Linked DNA regions of Sus scrofa: region 2 is linked to region 1. The links are chromatin contacts, called in public HiChIP or PLAC-seq maps. All regions are on one chromosome and are shown on one strand. Each heading gives the region's core, a stretch centred on a gene start, on an enhancer-like site or on the middle of the called end of the contact. The rest is flanking DNA. Distances are from core to core; before and after follow the strand shown.

What was found. HiChIP or PLAC-seq counts read pairs in DNA pulled down with a chosen protein or histone mark.
Region 2: a contact with region 1 is called in an H3K27ac HiChIP or PLAC-seq map of alveolar macrophages. The contact joins the enhancer-like site here to the promoter of ZNF277 in region 1. A contact is called at or near these places in 1 of 5 promoter capture datasets (liver), 5 of 47 Hi-C or Micro-C datasets (embryonic fibroblasts, heart right ventricle, liver and 1 more) and 2 of 2 datasets of contacts at active chromatin or transcription factors (alveolar macrophages and skeletal muscle).

Annotation. Positions count from the first base shown.
Region 1 is chr18:33,419,450-33,425,633 of Sscrofa11.1, reverse strand. It overlaps ZNF277 (zinc finger protein 277), which reads left to right and starts at 2,619. Exons shown (of 12, transcript XM_021079287.1): 1 at 2,619-2,748. DOCK4 (dedicator of cytokinesis protein 4) reads right to left here and starts at 2,435. Exons shown (of 54, transcript XM_021079277.1): 1 at 2,031-2,435. The coding sequence starts at 2,067.
Region 2 is chr18:33,541,562-33,547,745 of Sscrofa11.1, reverse strand. All of the region lies in intron 1 of DOCK4 (dedicator of cytokinesis protein 4), which reads right to left. Among named protein-coding and RNA genes, the nearest start is that of DOCK4, 120 kb to the right of the region's middle. Within about 2 kb of position 3,550, at least 10 of the 83 cell types and tissues checked have an H3K27ac peak or open chromatin away from gene starts, as enhancers often do. A contact at or near this core is called in alveolar macrophages and liver, where this site is marked.

The DNA of each region.
Region 1 (6,184 bases), core at 1,370-3,869:
GTGTGATATTGTATAAATGAGCACAATGGACCCCTCTCTGCTCTCATCTCACTAAACCTCCTTTTCCCAAGTGTGTGCTCACCCTTCTACCTCCTCCAACCTCCTCTGCAACCAAATCACAACCACCCAAAGGCGAGGTGTCGGCTGCAGCCCAAAACATTTGACTGATAACATCCGGTTTGCCATTCCAGGAAATCCCACAGTGTGTCTTAAGCCTCTGCCCACAGCTTGCAAAGAAAGGCGAGAGAAGAACTAATCAATACAAGCACCCCAGCTGTGACCTGGCACATAAAGAAATCAAGAAAATAAATCCCCTCCATAATCTGTATAATTTAACACTTGGAAGAAAGCAACATCTGGGATGAACTCCAAACGGGACAGTGTTGCTTGATGTCTGTGCTTCCTGCACTGGATGTTAAGCCTGGTGACAAGGGAACTCGGTTCCTCACCAGTTCAGCTAAGGCAATGTCTCTCCCATGCAAGGGCTAATCTATCCCAAAAAGGGGGCGAGTGAAGAGAAGGAAATGTCTATGCTTTGCCAGTACAGTGCCTGGCAAAGACTCCCCTTAACGCTTCAAAGACAGGGAAAGCTGGAACCCCCTCCCAAAGATGGGTCCTGGACAAACTATTGTCTTGCCAACCAGTCAAAATCCAGAATGAAAGCTAATGTAATATAGGAGATTGACTTTGTTTAATTACACAGTCCTTTCAGAGGACTCCAAAATCCTATCCCTTGGCTAAGTTGAAAAAAAATAATAATAATCTTATGACTATGACTCCCTGGAAAGGCTTTCCAGATTTTTTAAATCATAGAAAAATGAATTTAGAACATAAGCAGATACCTACACATTATCTAAGTCACTAGATCTATACTCAATTTATTTAAAAAAAAAAGTCCACCAATCAGCAGGACAGGGCATTATAGGAAATAAAGATTGTTAGTAAAATCCATAACGCTTTCTCTCTGTTAAATCTTTTGAGAGGTTATAATTGCATTTGGCTGCTACAAGCTTGTCAGAGAGCCTGGCTTCTTAATAGTCACTACCCTAAAAGGAGTAACTGTCAAGGGGCGACCCAGCTGAAATCAAACAACAAAAACGGGAACTGTAATCGGCCTGAAATGGGAGGAGGGAAAGGAAGGGAGACTCCTGTATTCATCCGTCAACATTAATGTCCTTTGTTGTTCACCTTTGCACAGAACGGCGAGCGTTACCCTGTTCCTTCTCCTCCAAACACCAGTGTCAGGGTAGTCCTTCCCCAAAAGCCGTCTCCGTGCCTCTAAGACCCAAGCTTTCCGATTCCCTCTCCCCATTATCGCTCCACAGCTGTCCTCCATCACCACCCCCACCGGCTCACCCCGGGCAGAGAGGGTGATCAGAAGTAAAAACATTGCTGAAATACCGGTTCCCCTCCAAAGACCAAAGAGCAGAGCGACGCAGATGTTGAAATTTACCAATCCCCCCCGCCCGTCAACACACACACAGGGTAACCCGGGATGAGAGTCCCCGGCCGGACTCTGTCTGACCGTCTCTTTTGAGGACGGTGCCACATTCCGCACTCTGGGAATGCTGAAGGGAGGCAGAGGGAAGGTTCTGCGCCTCCCTTCTGTTTTGGGGCTGTTCACTTAGCGCGATTGTTGTTGTCTCCCTCTCCACCCGGGAAATCGTTACAGCCCTTGCCGCCTTGGGGAAAGGTAGCAGCTGGAGAGGAACGCGGTTCGCTCTCCTCTTGCAACTTGACACACACACGCCCCGTCGCCACTACAAACTCCGCAGGCAGAGCCTGCAGCGGGCGGGCTGGTCGCGCGCTCCCCCCAGCCGCTGCCCGGAGCGCCCATCAGACGCTGAGCGGCGAGACCCCAGAGCGCACCCCTCTGCCCGGAGCTGGCTGGGTAAAGCCCCGAACCCGCAGCGCGATGCCAGGATGAGGCATTTCCAGCCGGGAGAAGAGAGAGTCGCCAGGGCAAGGACGCGAAATACGCACCCGCTCCGGCCAGAGCGGAATAAAAAGTTCGCCCCGCGGAGACTCACCCACGCCGTATTTCTCGTGCTCTGTAGGTATCCACATGGCTAAAGAGGGGTTCGGGGTCTTCGGGCTTTGTAATCCCCTCACCCCTTCTCCAGCTCACAACAATGCACAGCTCCGGAGTAGCGTCTGCAGCGCTGGAGCCCGGCGGCTCCGCGCGGGCTGCGGGCGCTGGGCAGGGTCTGCACTGGAAGCTCGCGAGTCCGAGGTTGACACCGCGCGGCCGAGGCTGCGCCGCCCGCCGCTCTCCAGGCGGCGGCTGCTCACAGTCCTCCGACGCGCTCCCGGGAACCCAGCGGCGCAGTCATTGTTCTGATTCACTGAACTAAGCGAACACGCCGGGGCACTCTCGGGCGCACCCCCGCCCGCCAGCGCCTCTTCCAGCCCTCCCTGCCCAGAGCCTGCGCAGCACACTGGGAATTGTAGTTCTGGGTCTCTCCATCCCGGAAGGGGGCGTGGCACTAGCATGTAGGGCGGGGTTATGTTCTGATCGTCACGTCCTATTGGCCCAGAACGTGACGGCACGGCGTGGGAGTGGAGGAAACGCCGCGTCGATGGGGACTTCGTTTCTAGGCGCGTTTCCATTGGTTGCGCTCCTGCCCGTGACCCTCCCTTTTTTCTTCAGCCGCGTAATGGCTGCTCCCAAGACCCAGGGGGCTGCTCCCCAAAAGGAGGAAGACGGTGATGGCAGCAGCGGCGGAGCCGGAGTTTTCACTTATGAGGGTGAGTACAGTACCTCTGAGGTGCAAGTGGTTTATTTTCCTTTTTCTCCCACCTAGAGTGCAGCTGACTGCGGGGCGGACCCCAGCTCTAAGGCCACCTGGGGGCGCGAAGGGGCCACATGAGGGGCCCCGAGGGACATGGTGGGGTGGGCGGCGGCAACTTGAAGGGGTCTTTCTGAGAAGGAAGAGAAAATGGGATGGAATGGCTTTTCCGAAGCCAAGGAAGTTCTCTGAGCGTTTATCCTGCCTTTGGAGCTCGCACCTTTGCGCTCTCTGCCGAGTGAGTGGGCGTGGGTCAGGTCAGGTTCCGGCCTGTGTGCTGTTAACTCTGGGATTAGCAGCGTTTTCTTCGCCAGTACCCTACCCCCGCTTCGATTTGCTTGCTTTGGCCTCTGAAGATAAGTTTTATTTGGGTTCGGGCGGATTTCCAGTTGCAGACTGGTCGCTGCCTTGCACGCCCCAGATTTTCTCAGTGGCTGGCTCGTGCAGCCTCTGAAGGGAGAGTGTGTGGCTCTCAGAGCTTCTCCCGTTGCTCATTGACTGCCCTTGGCATTCTCCGGGATTGGTGGAGCTGGGTCCTTGGAGCAAGAGGAAAGAAGCGGCAATTGGCTCTCGTGGCTTGAGAGAAAATCTTCACAGCTTCTTTGGCTTTACCTAACTTTCAAGTTGTCCTTTTATCCGGTGCAGAGGGCAAAAAAATCAAACTTTGAAAGCTGCTGGGGGATTATCTTTAGAATTCCTAGCCCAATTCTTTTACCTTTAATCTATATATTTATCCCCCACCTGACTCCCTTCTTTTTTGATTTGATATGTAACTTAACACAGCTAGTTGTCTTTTTCTAATGGACATGGTTTGGAGCTTCATTTTAGTTCTCCATCCTTATTGCGGTTTTGTAAAATTTCTTTCTTTGCTTTTGCATTCGTGGTTAAATTGACATTTTTGTCTTAGCACACAGACTGTGCTATGTCTTCCCACTTCCCATCCTAGTGGAACCTCCTACCTCTGAAATTATTTCAGCACTTCTGCCAAAGAAATCTTTGGTAAGCTCCGTACTTAAATATTGAGTTATATCCACATCCTAAACAATTCATTCCAGGGTTGGCCATATAGTCAGATCTTATCTAACAGTAACATACTCTTAAGGTTTTCCAGCTTCTCAAAATTCCAGAGGGTTACGTGTTTGAACATTTGAAGGTGGAATCCTTTGTAAATTGATCTCATAGATTAACTCATAAAGAAGAAAATGGTGTGCCTTTCAAAAACATTGTAAAACTTTTAAATATCATTACTTGTTTTTAAATTATAAAACTTTTCATTATAAACTGTTCAAACTGTTCAGAAATGTGTATGGTAAAAAACTGCAACATTTCAAAGTTTCCCCATCACACACAGTCCCATTCCCAAAGTAACAACTTTTACAGGTTTGGTGTGTGTTCTAATATATGGCTGTGTGACACACATCTGTATAGTTTTGGGGGTTTTTTTTAAATAAAAAGGGCTCATTCCGTGTAAGCATAAAGATCTGTCACCTTCTTTCTCACAATGATCTGTTAGAGACATTCTTCTACATCAGTACATTTATTGATTCATTCTTTTCAAGGACTATGCCCGTAGTATTCCATAGTATGGACATACCCTACTTCAGCTTTTCCTCTGTTAATGAACGTATACTGTAGCTTTAGTTTTTCAGTAATGTAGCGAACAACTTCACATACATGCTTGTTCACCAGGTGTGTATTTCTTGAGGAATTGGGTCAAAGATGACACACATTTAAAATTGTGGTAGATATCAGATTTTCCTCTTAAAGAGTGTATATAAACATTCCTACCAGTAGTCATATGAATATTCTTTTCTCCATATACTTACCAAACTGTGATGACCAGCATTAATTCAGGATGAATTTTTAGATAACTATTAGATTGAATTGAGTAACTGATAGGAAGCGTAATTTTAGGTTCCAATTTTACAACGAAGATATTGAGCAGCAGAACTGCCTAGTAGTCTCACTGATTTGTAGCAGTCAATGGAAGTTTAATGGTTGATTTTTATGTTGTTTTTATATGTGTTAAGGTTGTCATTAAAAATTCTCTTCAGAGTTCCCGTTGTGGCGCAGCGGAAACGAATCTGACTAGTAACCATGAGGTTGCGGGTTCGATCCCTGGCCTTGCTCAGTGGGTTAGGGATCTGGCATTGCCATGAGCTGTGGTGTAGGTTGCAGACGTGGCTCGGACCCTGCGTTGCTGTGGCTCTGGTGTAGGCCGGCAGCATGGCTCTGATTCAGTGCCTAGCCTGGGAACCTCCATATGCCATATGCTGTGGGTGCAGCCCTAAAAAGCAAAAAAAAAAAAAAAAAAAAAAATCTCTTAATAACCTGTTTATTATCCTGTGACTTTACCAACATTCTTTTACAAGCCTGCAAAGTGTGATACAGGTTTTGGTGGAAATAATGTAGATTCATATTTTTCTGTTAAAGCAACTACTTCAGTTATCAAAAATGTCTTCCCCTATAAAATCACTGATTTCTTGAAAAATGCCTCTTTTAACAGGTTTCTCTCTAATTAAAATATCAATCTGTGTATTTATATTATGAAACAGAAGGGACTAGGGAGTCTTTTTATAGGAATCCTTGCAATTCTACAAATTTCTGCTAGAATGAGTCACTGGGTAGTATGCATGCAGGTTCAGCACCTTCCCTGAGGTCTGTGTGTCATACTTCCTGAGGCACCATCTCTTTCCAGGGAAGGCCCTAATCTTCCACAACACTGCTTTCCAACCATTTGAACAGTAACTAGCATTTCATATTGTCCCCTAAAATTAAGAACAGGTAATAAACCTTCCAATAGTTCTCACACTTGGGGATATTACTGGGGAAATTTTTCCGATGAAGTTGATTTTTTCTGACAGTGTCAACCTGTGCTTCCATCGGTATCATAAGAGTCTGACAGAGTCAACTTTTTTTCTCTGCAAATGCATGACCAGTAGATGATGATCATGGTAATACCTCTTTGGATTTATAATTCTTTTCCTCTGGAGACCTTATTAACTCATTTGTGATGTCTCTAGAAGAAATGGGGGTAGCAGGTGGTGTCATCTCCTCATTCTTATATTTCCCATTTTGATAAATAGCATCAAGCTTTAAAAACCTAGGAAGCACCCTTGATTTCTGTCTTGCCCTCAGGTCCTAAATCTGATCAGTTACCATGTCTTATCTTCCTGTGCCTGAAAGAATCTTTTGAATCCCTTCTTTCTCTTCATCTCTTAGAATAGCCACTATTCTAACCCTCACCATCACTGCTGAATTACTTGTGTCCTGACTCTCCAAGCTGTGCTTTTGGGAACTAAAACCTTGTCATTAGTTTTTGTCTGCTCGACCCTATTCTTGGCAGTATTTAATAAATGTTTGACCAGAACTGAATTCTAGCTTGAATGATTACA
Region 2 (6,184 bases), core at 2,301-4,800, 120 kb before region 1:
GTTGAAGGTTCAATCCCTGGCCTTGCTCAGTGGATTAAGGATCCAGCATTGCCATGAGCTGTGGTGTAAGTTGCAGATGCGGCTCGGATCCCGCGTTGCTGTGGCTCTGCCATAGGACCCCTAGCCTGGGAACCTCCATATGCTGTGGGAGCGGCCCAAGAAAAGGCAAAAAGACAAAAAAAAAAAAAAAAAAACCTTTTCTGACAAAAGTGACCTTTGGGCTATATCTTTTCCTCATCCCCAACATGGATGATTACATAGTAAATTAAGCTATCTGAAAGGAAAAATGCTACAAGAATTAGACAAATATCCCACTAGCCCAAAAATGCTGCATAGTTAGCCTCCCTGTAAATATTAAGGACAAAAATGCAATGGTATTCTTATCTACACTGTGGGAAAAATAAACTATATAAAAGGGAACCAAATTAGAACATCCTTTAGTTTATACTCCTTATGGCTTAAAAATATTTTGAACATTTGTAGAAAATAGCAAGTCTTTAAAAAATATATTGTTTACAAAACAGAAAATTATAAATCAATACTGCCATGTACTTAAGAATGATGAAGTAAATATTTAGAAAAAGCCTTTCAGGAGTTCCCGTGGTGGCGCAGTGGTTAACGAATCCGATTAGGAACCATGAGGTTGCGGGTTTGGTCCCTGCCCTTGCTCAGTGGGTTAACGATCCGGCGTTGCCATGAGCTGTGGTGTAGGTTGCAGATGCGGCTTGGATCCAGCGTTGCTGTGGCTCTGGCGTAGGCAGGTGGCTACAGCTCCGATTTGACCCCTCGCCTGGGAACCTCCATGTGCCGCGGGAGTGGCCCAAGAAATAGCAAAAAGACAAAAAAAAAAAAAAAAAAAAAAAAAAGAAAAAGCCTTTCAGTAATAAATCATTTATAAGCATTCTATAATGAATGGTGATACCATGTATTATATATTTTTTTCTTTTTACGGCCAAACCTGCAGCATATGAAAATTCCTCCTCTTCTTCTTCTTTTTTTTTTTTTTTTTTTTTTTTTTTTTTGCCTTTTGTCTTTTTAGGGCTGCACCAGTGGCATATGGAAGTTCCCAGGCTAGGGGTTGAATCGGAGCTGTTGCTGCCAGCCTACACCAGAGCCACAGCAATGCCAGATCCAAGCCACATCGGTGACCTACACCACAGCTCACGGCAACACCAGATCCTTAACCCACTGAGTAAGGCCAGGGATTGAACCTGCAACCTCGTGGTTCCTAGTCAGATTCGTTTCCACTGAGCCACCACAGGGAACTCCGATCTCTCCTCTATTTTTTAATTAAAAGATGCTGAATTAATTGGTACCTAACTCAGAGCGTTCCTTCAAACATACGAGAAATGCCCTCTGTTTCACATTCTACCCCATTTCTCTCAATATATACTGCTCCCACCTATATCTAAAACCACTAGAGCTGGTAGGTTTTCGAGCATGAAATAGTCTACAACTGCTCAGGACATCTTCCTATTAAGTCTCTCCCACTATGATTACTATGAGCAAAGGATTATGATTAACAGTTTTATCATCGGGGAGAAACTAGAGCTCCAAGCAGGGCACAGCATGACATGGTGATTCAGGGATAGTATATCTGAGAAGGCAAGATTGCTGCGGATTATCAAAGGAAAGAGACTGAAGAGTTTGTCAGATTATTAGCGAGAAAAAAATGCTGTCACATAGATCCACCGTCTTCCCCAAAGATGATATGGTCAAACAGCAGATACACGCTGCTGTCACTCGACTATGGCTACGTGAGCCACCTGAGAAGAGGCTATGGATGGTCCAGGGTGAGGATGAATGCAGGCGCTCACACATCATGCACCTGCTTTCCCGCAGACTCCAGGTCTCTGCTCTTAACTCCTGTCGTTACCATCGTTATATTATACAGCGTTATACAAGATGACTACCAGGCAAGAAGCGTGAAGTAAAGGAAAACACTTCCTAAAAATTATACAAATAAAAAAAACAAAACAAAACTGCACATGTACAAACTGAGGGACACTTGACTTATTTGCACTGTGTGTAGGCAGACACCCTAGAAAGTCTGCCTGTCTAAGGGTTCAGTGTGAGGCAATGGTTTTCTGTGGGAGTGTATTTACCCCAAAAACAAACACATGATCTCATGTAATCCTTGGGCCACTATGAGAATTACAGTATCCAGTATGAGAGCCATTAAAAATCCCATTGCATCCTGCTTGTAAGTTACATGACATGTGACACGGCCTTTTAAATTTTGGCCATTCTCAGCAGTAACGAACCCAACTAGTACCCATGAGGATGCGGGTTTGATCCCTGGCCTCACTCAGTGGGTTACGGATGCAGTGTTGCCATGAGCTGTGTGGTGTAGGTCGCAGACACAGCTCAGATCCTGCGTTGCTCTGGCTATGGTGTAGATTGGCAGCTACAGCTCTGATTCAACCCTTAGCCTGGGAACTTCAATATGCTGTGGGTGTGGCCCTAAAAAGACACAGAAAAAAAAAAAAAAAATTGGCCATAACACATTCAAGGGCACTGGCAAACCTCAGCAACCCCAGAGCTGAACGGAGACAGAGAGGGGTCTGGAGCCCTTGTCCCACAAAGTATGAAAGAAGGAACTGAAAACTTAAAGGCTACAAAGGAGAAAATACTTGAAGAGCTGAGAGAGAGATAAGCTTGGTTAAGTTAATTAATGTCTCTGCTTTAGTTTCCTAATTTGCAATACAAAAATCATAAGGCTGTTGTAAAGATTAAATAAATTAAGACAAATACAACAACAGTGCCTAGCGTGTCACTGATCTCAGCAAGTGCTGGCTCTCGTTAATAACATCTTCTTCATTATTTTCTAGAGCCTCCAGAGGGCAGAATAAGGAGCAATGGGGAAATGCTGAAGGAAAGTAAAAATGGAATATTAACTATAAATCCTACTTTCCTATTTTGGAGATCCCTGTGCTTCGTTTTAATGTAATCAAATTGCAGTTACTTCAGATTTAAACTCTTACACTTCTTTAGTTTTCTAACTTAAATTTCTATCAAAAGAACCAAATTTAGAGCAATTGCTTTAGTAAACATTATTTACATTTAAAAAAGAGTAAGTACTCTATCTTACATATTAGGTAAATATAGATCATTAAACACTTTTTAAAGTAGGATTTTCGGATAAAATAAGGGATGCCCAGCTAAACATGAATTTCAGGGGGAAAAAAAAGGAGTAAGTTTTTAGTATAAGAAGGTCCCCCAAATTGCATGGGAAATCTACTTTTGCTAAAAAATGTTTTCGTTGTTTACCTAAAATTAAAATTTAACTGGGTGTCCTGTATTTTTATTTGCTAAATCTGGCAACTTTACTTAAATGTGCACAAAACTCAAAGTAACTGAAAATGTTTTTTAAACAAAAAATTTAAAGATCCCTTTACATTTAGAAGGTTCACTAACATGGATAGGGAAATGCTATGTATCTGTTACTTTTTGTTTTAAACAACATTTCAGAAATTTTTCCTCCATGACACATCCTTCAGTCATATCTCAGATTTCCGGTGCCAGCTTAAACTGCTCAAGAGGAGGTTATGATCAGCCATGCACATTTGGCAACTTGTAGAACCATCACTTCCCATGTGGCTAAAGGAAGACAGACCTGGTGGGAGATTTTTGTTTTCATTTCTGTTAGGCACAGATAACACAAATCCTCTGCTCCAGGAATATTTACACAGCCAAAATATACAAATATTTGAAATGTCCATTGTCAAAGAACATTTTGCTCAAGCTCTACAAACAAGCCACCATCACCTGAATACTACACACTGGTAACAGGATGGAGACAGTAAGATACTTTGCTGTTTCAACAACATTTATATCTATGTCACTAAAAATTTATATTGTGCGATCTGTGGGATACGAGAAATGAAAAAGATTTAAGCTCCTGTTCTAGCTAGTGTTCAACAATATAAAAGACATTTTTAAAGAATAAAAATAACTGTGGAGGTCCATTACTGGAGGGTCTGCCAAGTGGTCCCTAGACCATGGATGAGAGGGCACCATCTGATGAGATAAGGGTAAAACCAGTAACAAAATTGCTGCGGTGTTAAAGGGAGTGGGGGTGCTGCTAAAAGCCTACGAAAGAAGAAGTGAAACAGGAAAAAGGAACCCCAAGTCAGAAGAATGCAAGTCCAGTGGATAATTCAAGGAAGCAGTGGGGTTGGAGGAGCCTGGCAGAATGCGGGCCGGCTGTGTTAACGTGACTCAGTTTCGGTATGACTGCTGCTTCTCAAAGTTATAGGGAACAAACAAGACAATCCTTGTGAAAATATTCTGCACATTACAAAGTCTTTAGGAGATGCTGGTCATTGAGGTCATGTATCAGGATGGCTTGAACCCAACACTCAAGTTGACGGCAGAGCCCTAAGAAGTCCAAGATGGAAAGCGCCAATGGGAGTTTTCCTTCTGTTCTGCAGAATGGACCAGGGAGACAAAGAACACGAAACAATGTTCTGCAAGTGGAACTCTTCTAGAGGGTCCCCTGGAAGGAATTCATTCTATCTTCATGGTCTTTGAGACTTTTTTTTTCAATCCCTTTTTTATTTGATGTATTTTATCAGCTACCTCAAATGTTTTCTAGACTGTATCGAGAAAACCAAAATGTTTGTCGCTCCAGTTTCTGACACAGTTCTCCTCACACAGCTGATGTTTAACACAGGTCTATTAAATTACAGGTTTATGTAATGCTTCTTCCCATTAAAGGACCAAAAAGGAAGATGGCAACGGGGAACTTGGGACTCAAGAATGAAAAGAGGGGAAACCACCCGAGGTGTCATAATGCACAAGCATCAAGACCCAAGGAGGCAGATCACAGGGTAATGTGGCACATGGCATCATGCTCAAGGGTACAGCCTCTACAGGGACACAGACTTGAGCTGGAGCCCTGCTCTGCTTCTTACAGCCACGTGACAAACTAGGCAGGCTGCTCATCCTTTCTGGGCCTCAGCATCCTCGTGCATCCAATGGTGTTGGAGGAACACTCTCTGCAGAGAGTTGTGGGAATTAAAGGAGATTCCTACCCATATAGAGTCCCTGTCACAGTGCCCAGCATGGAATACAGCCTCAATAAATGATAAAATACTGAAAACTGACAAACTTCCTTTAAAAAACCTATGTCATGACTAAGGTGAAACATCTATGCCAAGAGAACCATGCTTTGTGGGATCTCGAAAATAGGATATTTTACCCTGAAATTCCCCTAAATTGTAATGTCAGCAGAGAAAATAATAACCATCACCACACCCTGATCTGTGGGTCTGGAAGACTGAGAACATGCTAGGTAGGCATTCGTTATTCCACAGTGATGATGGGAACAAAACAATGGTTAGAAATAGGGGCAGTGGTTTCTGTGGTTAGAAAAACTACCTTTTTTTTTTTTTTATTTAAATCTCTACTGGGGGATGACAACATTGGAAAGCCCTCAGCAGGCTGGGATTTCCCATCAAATCAAACATCCTAATTGTAGTTTATTACAAAACAATTTTTTCTTACTCTAAGATGCTGAAAAAGCCTAAGGAGAATGTACTGCTAAGTTATACCCGTAGCTAACAGAGACAGTGAGGCACCTACAGAGAGTGGCAACTCCACCTCTCTCCTAATTAAATTATATTACATTTAATACATTTAAGGGTTTATTACGAAAGAGAGCAAGCGAGCGAGCACGTTAAGGGAGAGAAGGATACTAATCACCACATCCCTTACTGAGACATTTCATATCAAAACTACATGAGACGGGTAGTGCTTTTCTTGCGTTCAAAAAAATACATAATTTTGTAAACATGCTAAAATCCTATCCATGCGATTTAGTTAAAAATAAATTTTGAAGAAAATACGATTTATTGTAGAACATATTTAAATTTAAAAACACTATTACTTTTAATTCATTATGGAGATTGTGAATTTAAAGTCCATTGGGTCTGCTTTGTGAACAAATTAAGCATACTTGAAATTAGCACTAATTATAATTAGCACTGATTATATTCCCAATCAAATGTTCTAATTTTTATGATGTACTTTTTTCAGTAGGTTCTTAACACTAATTTTTTTGACAAAGTCTTTCTCTATTAATTGCACTAAAGTGAGTTTCAATACATCTAGGGCAAAATAATTAGGAATTAGCAGGATTTTATATTACTATGATTTGAAAGTAACTGACAATAATTTTATT